Regions from separate parts of the Danio rerio genome. Here region 2 is linked to region 1. Evidence: chromatin contacts called from public Micro-C data. All regions are on one chromosome and are shown on one strand. The core of a region is the stretch at or near the end of the contact, and the rest is flanking DNA. Distances in the headings are between cores, read along the strand shown. Region 1 holds the start of thop1 (thimet oligopeptidase 1). Region 2 holds the start of reep6 (receptor accessory protein 6).

Region 1 (5,108 bases), core at 692-3,191:
TAGTTAACCTGATTAACCTAGTTAAGCCTTAAATTTCACTTAGGGCTGTATAGAAGCGTATTGAAAAATATCTAGTCAAATATTATTGACTGTCCTCAAGGCAAATATAAAGTAAATCAGTTATTATTAGAGATGAGTTTTTAAAACTTATGTTTAGAAATGTGTTGAAATAATCTTCTCTTCGTTAAACAGAAATTGGCGAAAAAAACAAACAGGGCTAATAATTCTGACTTCAACTGTTTAAAAAAAAAAAACCAAAAAAAAAACCACTTTTCTTTTTTAGTTTATTTTATTATACATTTAATATAAACCTCAAACCAAATTCTTATGAAAAAGAATTTCAGGGTCAAGAAAACAGATTGTAAGCGTATGTTATTAAAATATAAAAATATTTCTTTAAAAAAATGCATTTTATCAAAGTTTACAGTAACAGAAACATCTCCAAAACAGCTCTTTTGAAATATTTAGCTTGTTTTAGACATCTCAGACTTCAAGTAAAGATTTTCTTCCAATGTTACGTTATAGTAATTTCTTACAACATAATTAGGACATTTATTTTAATGGATTTAAATACACTAATTAAAAATAAAAGTGCATTGTTTGCCATTTTTCCTAGCAATTTTGTTTTATGTTTTATCTATTTTCTGTAAAGCTGCTTCTGAGCATGATATACTCACACCTAAATAACTATAAGATACATGTTTAAGGGATTATATGCAACATCCTTAATATTATACTATGCATATCCATATGGTAAAATTAAACTATTTTATTTTCTAGTTTATTTTAAATATATGCTGAAATTAAAGATATTTCATTCAAGCCTCAAACCAAACGGTGTCAAAAAAAGTATTTTAGGGTCAAGAAAACAGTGCGTGTATGTTATTTAAAATAAAAAATATGCAATAAAAGAATTGCATTTTAAACCATTCAAAGAAACTTCCATAAACATTTTTATTAGTCAGCTTGCTATAGACATATCATAGATCAAGTAAAGTGTTTCTTTCAATTTTACTTTATTGTATTATCTTACAAAATAAGTAGGCAATTTATTTTAATGGATTTAAATACCTTATTTAAATGAATGAAAAATAAATTTATAAATGTTTTAATTTGTTTTAAAAATATCAAAAATGTCCATAAAGGCATTAATTTATAAAATATGAATTTTAAAATATATACTTCTATAGACATTTACATTTATATACAAAATTTTGCACGTGTGTGTGTGTGTGCGTTTTATATAACAGCAGAACATTCATACCTGAGAGTATGCATAAGCAAAAGAAAACCAAATTAAAAGCATGATCAGCTGTTACTTCTTGCCCTGAGGATGAATGAAAACAAGCATATATTCAAAGAAAAAAATGGATGTGGTAGTTTAAAAGCTAGTTTAACGAACATAAAACGAATGAAATAACTGTTAAATTGACTTACATTCCCGTTTTTCTTTAAATTTGATAAGTTACGTTTTATAGCGAGTTATTAAATCCTGGTCAACGAGCTCGATTCAACGCGACGTCTAAATATGTTGACGCTAAAGCAGATTCATAAATAATAAAAAGCGTCACAATATCAAGACAATGGTTTTCTAAATGCGGACACCGTAATGATTAACGAATCTTTAGCATCATAAAACTTTAGGCCTGGTCGGTGTGAAGACAAACTTAATGGCAAATCTCGTGTTTTCAATGTCAGATTCTGAGTGCGGATGCAGAGCTGAGCTGAGCGGCACCAGCTGACCCGAACATCACAGCTGACCCGCCGTATATTAGCTCAGCACGCTAACGAGACAAAAATACAATGTTAAGAATTTCTCTCAAAAACAAGACTGTTAGGTTTACGTTTTTATATCCTCACGACATAATACAAGCGCTGGAATTAGGTATTTCTTACCTGTAGGTGCCATTTCTCGACTCAATCAGAACACCGCGTGTACCAACGATTCAAAGCACCTATAATAACCGCTCACTCATTCTTCCTGCTCCGGTCACATGACCACCTGGGGAGCTCATTGATTGGTTGGAGGCTTCAGTGAATTTATGAAATGTATAATATAATATAACTTGTGGTTTTACGGTAAGCTCTGCAACCTAAACACATGTATTTCACTAAAGAAAGAGAAGTAAACACGAATTTTAATATATAGGTGAAATATATTAATTTAGCTTATGTAACAACTCTCATTCCAGTAACGTTAGATGACAGCTGTGCAAGCGGGACTTTAGCCTTTTGTAGTTGTACTGTAACCGTATACGGCAGAGTATTGTGGTTTTTATGGTATTAAAGTCTTATTTTACTGTACTCTCTATTAGGGGTGCAATAAAACATTCTTCTCACGGTTTGGTTTTAGGGCACGGTTTCTGTACGGTTCGGTACATTCAGTAAAAAGCACTCTTAAATAAGACTAAAACGGAAGTAAACTCTACAAGCAAAATACAATACAAAAACAGTAGAATATATTTTAAATAACATTTGACTAGATATTTTTCAAGACACTTCTATACTGCTTAAAGTGACATTTAAAGGCTTAACTAGGTTAAGTTAACTTGGCAGGTTAGGATAATTAGGCAAGTTATTGTATAACAATGGTTTATAGACTATCCAAAAAATATAGCTTAAAGGGGCTAACAATTTTGACCTTAAATGGTGTTTAAAATATATTTTATTTAAAAAATTGCTTTTATTCTAGTCAAAATGAATCAATTAAGACTTTCTCCAGAAGAAAAAAAAAATCGACCCAGCGACCTTCTTGCCGAGGCGACAGCACTACCTACTGCGCCACTGCTTTGACCTGTTTAAATTCCGCTCATACAAATTGAATGCAACCACTTATTTTATGATGTTTGATTAAAGATGAAATACATTTTTACAAATTAATGAAGTGCGCAGATACATTTAAAGTAACAAAGTTATTAAGAAAGTTCATTTGTAACACCTAAAAGAGGGTGTACTTGAAAAAAACTGACTTCCATAAATTGCCTCTGACTAGAGTAAAGTATAAACCAATTGAAGACTTATCTACTCCTTAGTCTAAACCAGGGCTGCCCAAACTCAGTCTTGGAGGGCTGGTGTCATGCAGATTTTAGTTCCAAGTTGCCTCAACACACCTGCATCAATTATGATAAGGAGTTTAGTGTTAAAGCTAAACCTGTGCAAAGCTTCGGCCCTCCAGAAACTGAGTTTGACTCCTGTGGTCTAAACAGTCACTGCGTCGTTGAGAAATCTCTTGAAGTCGGGCGCCATCTGCTGGCAGTGTGTGGAAATACAGTATCTGTTTTAGTAAGTTGTGTTATAGTTAGGCCAGAATGCAGGACAAATCGTTCTCCTACAACATTGGCCTGACTTGTATTAACAAATAGATGTCAGTAACTCAAACTGTTTTGTTTTTGTGCTCCGGTTCCCCCCACAGTCCAAAGACATGTACTATAGAGGAATTGAATAAGCTAAATTGGCCATAGTGTATGTGTGTGAATAAGTGTGTATGGATGTTTCCCAGTGATAGGTTGCAGCTGGAAAGGCATCTGCTGCGTAAAACATATGCTGGATAAGTTGCCAGTTCATTTTGCTGTGGCGACCCCTGATGAATAAAGGGATTAAGCCGAAAAGAAAATGAATGAACAAATCTATTAATGTTGTCAGAAAACAAAGAAAACAGAAAATAGTAGGATGGTTGGTTTACGACAACAGGGAGCCTGGATGGCGTGGGTGAAATTAAATGAGTGCAAAGATACTTGGGCTGAAAGGAAGGCTTGAAGGAACGCTTCACACACACACACACACACACACACATATATATACATACATACACACACACACACACACATATATAGTCATGGCCACTTTATTAGGTATACTTCACTAGTACTGGGTTGGACCCGCTTTTGCCTTCAGAACTGCCTTAATCCTTTGTGGCATAGATTCAACAAGGTACTGGACATATTCCTCAGAGATTTTGCTCCATATTGACATGATAGCATCACATGGTCAGCAACAATACTCAGGTAGCAGATGCTATTGCAGGTAGGCTGTGGCGTTGACACAATGCGCGTACTATATAGGCCAAAAGTGTGCCAAGAAAATATCCCCGACACCATTACATGTAGTGTTGTGCGTTCAGAGATGCCTTTTTGTATACCTCGGTTGTAACGAGTGGTTACTTGAGTTACTGTTGCCTTTCTAACAGCTCAAACCAGTCTGGCCATTCTCCTCCGACCTCTGGCTTTAACAAGGCATTTGCGCACACAGAACTGCCGCTCACTGGATATTTAAAAAGAATTTACTTTAAAAGAAAGCCGCATTGATTTGATAAAAATGTAAGTAAAAATTATATTGTATATTTATTCTCAGCATTCAGTGTCCGCAGTTTATTTCACCATATTTAACTGTTTTTGCTGAAAACATTGCTCCAACCAAAAATGAGAAAAATGTGTATATGATTGAGCATAGCGTCAACTTATCTGATATGAAATGAAAACTGCAGAGTCGAGCATTTCTAATTAGGTCGTCACTCCATTCAGCTCCCTTTCAGCCAAAGACGTCTGCAGTTGGCATTAAAAGCAGTGTGGTGTATGGTAAAATTGAGTTTCTATTTTTTTATTTTTGGAAATTCTACTGCACAACTCAATATGTTTGCTATTGCAACTGGTCTTTTTTGCAAACGGGAACAAGTGTGACGTAGGTTGGTAATTCCTCCATACTAATAAATTCTTTAATATGTACCATTAGGAAACACATAAGTACACATTAGGGGTATATAAGGTGCTAAGGCATAGTTTAAAAAGGCACATCAGGCCCGGATTGGCCAATCAGGAGGACCGGGAGAGTTCTCGGTGGGCCGGTCCGTTTTTTTTGGCCGCGAGGGCCGGTGTTTCTAGCTGCTTGCACTCTCAGCCGTCGCACTTTTTTTCGATTATTTATTTATTTGACCATAGCCTCACTCTTTTTATTTATTATTTTGCCGCAGATCCGCCCCATGAACAAAATACAGCCTACAAAGTAATGATGATGTAAAAATCAATCAGGCCACATAAGTGTAACACCACCATTGTGGTCCAGTGGTCAGCACGTTGCGTTACGACGTGTTCGATCCTCACCTGAGTAATTCT
Region 2 (5,108 bases), core at 719-3,218, 77 kb before region 1:
GTTTTCTATCATATTTTGTATGGCGAGGGTCTAACAAATACAATTTTATTGTTAATAATTACCTCTATGCAAATGTGTCCCCCATCCCCAATCATAGAGCAATTTAGCATTCAAATCAGGTAGAGATTTAGTTTTAAAAATAACAACATAGAGAGTGCATTAAGATAAAATGTAGAAAAGGAGAGAGAAAAAAACACAAATAGAAATAAATAGAAAAAAAAGTACAAATGGAGCATGTGAAAGTGTATGGGTGTTTCCCTGCACTGGGTTGCAGCTGAAAGGGCATCTGCTGTCTAAAACACATACTGGATAAGTTGGCAGTTCATTCCGCTGTGGTGAACCCGGATGAATAAAGGGACTATAAGCCAGAAAAAAAGGAATGAATGAATGAATGAATGAATGAATGAATGAATGAATGAATGAATTAATTAATTAATTAATTAATTAATTAATTAATGAATGAATGAATGAATGAATGAATGAATGAATGAATGAATGAATGAATGAATTAATTAATTAATTAATTAATTAATTAATTAATTAATTAAACGGTGCAGTTTAGGACTGCTCGAATTGCTTAAGACCCCCAAATCAATAAATCTGTCCCTGGTCCTATAAAAAGGATGAGTGTTGTTGAATAGTTTTTGGACACCTTGGAAGAAATGTTTTGATCCTCTTGAAATGTTGACTACTGTATATATGAAACTTCTAAAAGCAATCTGAATTTTTCTTTCTTTCTCATTTTTTCCTATGTTTTGCTATTTCACTTTCAGGGCAAAGAAAACAATTTATTTATTTTCAATATTCATGTGTACATTTATTTATTTTAAAAACAAATGTCATCAACAAATTTGATCCAAATATTTTTAGCTATGTTGTCCCTGCTTTAGCCGTTTTCATTTATGATTTTTAAAAGAGTGTTTTAACAATACAATCACATTAATAACCATAACACTCAATCAAGTACAATAATAAACAAGGAAAAAAGAAATTAAAGAAAATAAAACATAGTAAAATAAAATATAAAAACAGAGTACAGAAACAATTCAAGTCACAAGGAAAATTCTGCAAATTAGGTAAGGATTAAGAAAATTTGTGAATAAAATATTTACCCAATAAAATAAATAATTTGTCTAAAGTTCATGTTTTATCAATTTATTTAATATTTTCACATCAATTTACAGATCATTTCGCTATACATGTAAACATTCTTTTCTAACCACCCTCCACCACAATCCCACCCTCACAGTCACAAGACAGAACAGCTGATGTATAAAATAAGGGAAATAAACAATTAACAAACAATGAGGACAAATAAAAGATTAAAGCAATGAAGTCATACTTTTCTATAAGTATTTTCAGTCAATGTAACATCCAAGTTATTCATGTATTCAATAAATTTACCTCAAGTCTTTTCAAACATTGATGTTTTTCTTTAAAATATTAATTTTTTTTCAACAGGAACATACGATGAAAGGTAAGTATATATATATTCTGTTATGTTTGTCATGAGAATAGTAAAAAATTATATCACACATGGAAAAAATCAATGTTAAACTTACATTTTGATGTAAACAATTATGATTTTATAAGAATCTGAATTTACATTGCAATGGCGTAACATGGAAACAGAGCCTCGGCTGACCCGTCCACCTGTTGCTTAAAGATACGTTAACTATTGTTTATGACAATGGGTAGACTACCCTACTCTATCACATTTTCTACAAGATATGAACAAGTTTTTACAATAAATTAAGACTTACCGTACGCTAAGTAACGTTTCTTGATACCAGTTTTTTCTTCAATTTTATTGAGACAGTCGGTGACAATATTCTTCTCGTTTAAAAAAGCCTCGACGCGGTCCTTAATCTTTGTAAATATGGCAAACATGATGACTTAAAAGAAACTCGTGTCGTTATACGAAGAACATGAATGGGGTTTAATTAGTTGTCTAGGATAGTTTCGCTGACTGAAGAGACTCAATCCGCTTACTGTCAGACTACAGTGACGTGTCTGTGGGGAGGATCAAGACTCATGACTGACAGCAGAAATACTGTGATTATTCAAGTTGGAAAACCGTATCATCTCTTCTTTAACGCGTAAAAATAATTCAAATAAAACAGCAAATGCTTAAGAAATCGCTTATATATGGTTTTAAGGCTGCAAATGACATTGATACGTTTGAGTAATAAACAGTTGCTACCATTAGGGGTCGCTGCTCAACTTGTATTAACATAGACACACAGGTATGTGAATACCTGGAGCAGACAAGCAATTACACGTCGTTATGGCGAAACTTAGGCGATAACTGCAAAAAACTGCTAACATTAGCTGTGAATTATTTAAAGCTGCTTTTTAGTTTTTAATTTAAGGACAAAGAAATGAAAACCAAAAGGAATAAGAAATCTTTCAGAGCCGTGAAGTACACGTTATTTGTGTGCTGCTACGTATTCTGGGTAAGTTCATTTCTTGTGATCGTTGTAATGAAGAGATTTTATTAATATATTTTATTTAAATGTGAAATATATTCATATGCTAGGACTTTATGTTATGTATGATTTAACGTTGTGCCTTGTGTTGCTAGCAAAAGTCCAAATCCTGAGTCTTTCTGTTTCATACTTCTGGAATGTATCCTGTATGTGTTTGTTTTGAGCAGATTGTTGTTGCTGTTGTGTTTAAGGTGTTCAGTGCTGGTCTAATTGCTGTTGGGATCTATGCAAAAATTGCCAAAGAGTCAGGTATTTCATTATCATATTCATTCATTCAGTTGCTTTAATGAAATTTGAAACAAACACATAGTGAAATCACATTAGCCTACATTATGATTACAATATCAGAAATGATATACACAACAGGTCAAAATTTTGGGGTCAGTGTGATTTTTAAATGTTTTAAAATAAGCTTCTCCTGCTCGCCAAGACTGCATTTATTTAATCACAATACAGTACAAATTGTAAAATGCTTTTGTACTGTTAAATAACTGTTTAAAAGTAGTTTATAATTTAATTTAATCATTTATTCAAGTGCTTTTTAAGATTAATTTTCAGCTTCATTACTCCACTCTTCAGAGTCACATGATCCTTCAGAAATCACTCTAATATGATTTATTATTGTTATTATTATCATTAATATTATTATTATTAATGGTAATTGTAAAAAACAATAATGACTAGAGTAATAATTTAATTTGAAACTATATACAATAAGCAAACAGTTATTTAACATTTTAATCAATGTTTAACTATTTAACTTTATAAATAAATAAATAATTAATTAAATAAGCAGATTCAGTGATGGGCTATAAATTTGTAATAAAACAAATAGTGATTATAAAAACAATGACCAAAATAGTAAAAAATAAATAAATGTCATACTAAATTTGGTTGTAGACAGTTCTTTACTTAAATAAAGAAAAAAGCATTTAGTTGGTATCTGCATAGATTGGCTGATATCAATATTTGCTGTGCTATACCATACTTATGCTCTGATCTTGACTATTAATATGCACAAACCAGCAGATAACAACCAAACACAAAGCCGTCTTTAGTTAAACAGCTTTCCAAACAACCATTTAACCTCTCATCTTACTTGGGTCATGATGAGTGACAAAAAATGTCTTTGTGCCAATTAGCAGAAAAAAAGCTGGTAATAATTGATCCTCTAATAACAGATATTACTTCTAATAAGCATCTGGCATTGCTGAACTTACCTTACATACATAGTAGAATGGAAACCAGTGAAGAAAGATATCCGAGAAGAATTCACCCACGCTGAAGAAGCCGTAGATTACCCAGTACGTGAGCCACTGCGTGTCATCCTCCTTACCAGGACTTTCTATGGCTTTGATACTAAAAAATGTAAATATCATGTAAATGATATGGCAGTTAAGACAACTTACAGCAATCAAACTCAACATAATAAAGAACTCACGAGAAATATGCAGGATAAACAAAGCCAATCAGACTGCATTTATTTAATCAAAATACAGTACAAATTGTAAAATGCTTTTGTACTGTTAAATAACTGTTTAAAAGTAGTTTATAATTTAATTTCATCATTTATTCAAGTGCTTTTTAAGATGAATTTTCAGCTTCATTACTCCACTCTTCAGAGTCACATGATCCTTCAGAAATCACTCTAATATGAATTATTATTGTTATTATTATCATTAATATTATTATTATTATTAATGGTAATAGTAAAAAAACAATAATGACTAGAGTAATAGTTTTAATTTGAAACTATATACAATAAGCAAACAGTTATTTAACATTTTAATCAATGTTTAACAATTGAACTTTTTTATTTAAACAAATGCTGCCTTGATAAACATAATAAATTTCCTAAAAAAACATGAAAAAATAAATAAAACTGACCCCAAACTTTTGACCATTAGTGTGTATTAAAACAAGATTTGATTCACAATTAATTCACTTATACTGTAGTTATTAGGGCTGAACAATATATCATTTGAGCATTGATGTGGCATTGTAGTCACATCAAAGGATTAGATTATTCATTCATTCATTTATTTTTTTCAGCTTTTAGGGTTTGGGTGATCTGCCACTTCAATAATCAAAAATCATGGTTAATTCATTCACTTATTTTCCTTCCAGCTTAGTCCCTTTAATAATCAGGGGTTGCCACAGTGGAATGAACCGCCAACCTATCCAGCATATGTTTTATGCAGCAGATGCCCTTTCAGCTGCAACCCATCACTGGGATAAACCCAAACACTCTCACTCACACACATACACAGACATTTTAGCTTACCCAATTCACCTGTACCGCTTGTCTTGCGTAGGAAACCGGAGCACCCGGAGGAAACCCACATTAACACTGGGAAAACATGCAAACATCACACAGTAATGCCAACAGACCCAGTCGAGGCTCGAACCAGCAACCTTCTTGCTGTGAGGCGACAGCGCTACCCACTGCGCAACCAGTCATAGTTAATGATTTAATAATAGCAAGAATTGTATCTTAAAATAAAGATAGAGAAAGTTACCTTTTCATTAAGACTTGGTAAATGGATGCTTGCTAAATGTAAACATTCACAGTTGGTGTTAACATCTTTATCAATGCTTCACAGATGTAGTGGATACGCT

Evidence for each region. A called contact is a pair of places that touch in the nucleus more often than the background predicts.
Region 2: a Micro-C map of caudal fin shows a contact between it and region 1, with 5 times the contacts expected there. The contact joins the promoter of reep6 here to the promoter of thop1 in region 1. A contact is called at or near these places in 3 of 18 Hi-C or Micro-C datasets (caudal fin, hematopoietic stem cells and an unstated tissue) and 2 of 4 datasets of contacts at active chromatin or transcription factors (caudal fin and embryo).

What each region holds. Positions count from the first base shown.
Region 1 is chr11:7,272,000-7,277,107 of GRCz12tu, reverse strand. thop1 (thimet oligopeptidase 1) reads right to left here and starts at 1,941. Exons shown (of 13, transcript NM_001002355.1): 1 at 1,897-1,941. The coding sequence starts at 1,909.
Region 2 is chr11:7,348,801-7,353,908 of GRCz12tu, reverse strand. reep6 (receptor accessory protein 6) reads right to left here and starts at 1,968. Exons shown (of 7, transcript NM_001004656.2): 1 at 1,764-1,968. The coding sequence starts at 1,890. zgc:113223 reads left to right here and starts at 2,237. Exons shown (of 8, transcript NM_001013551.1): 1 at 2,237-2,456; 2 at 2,681-2,738; 3 at 5,093-5,108. The coding sequence starts at 2,382.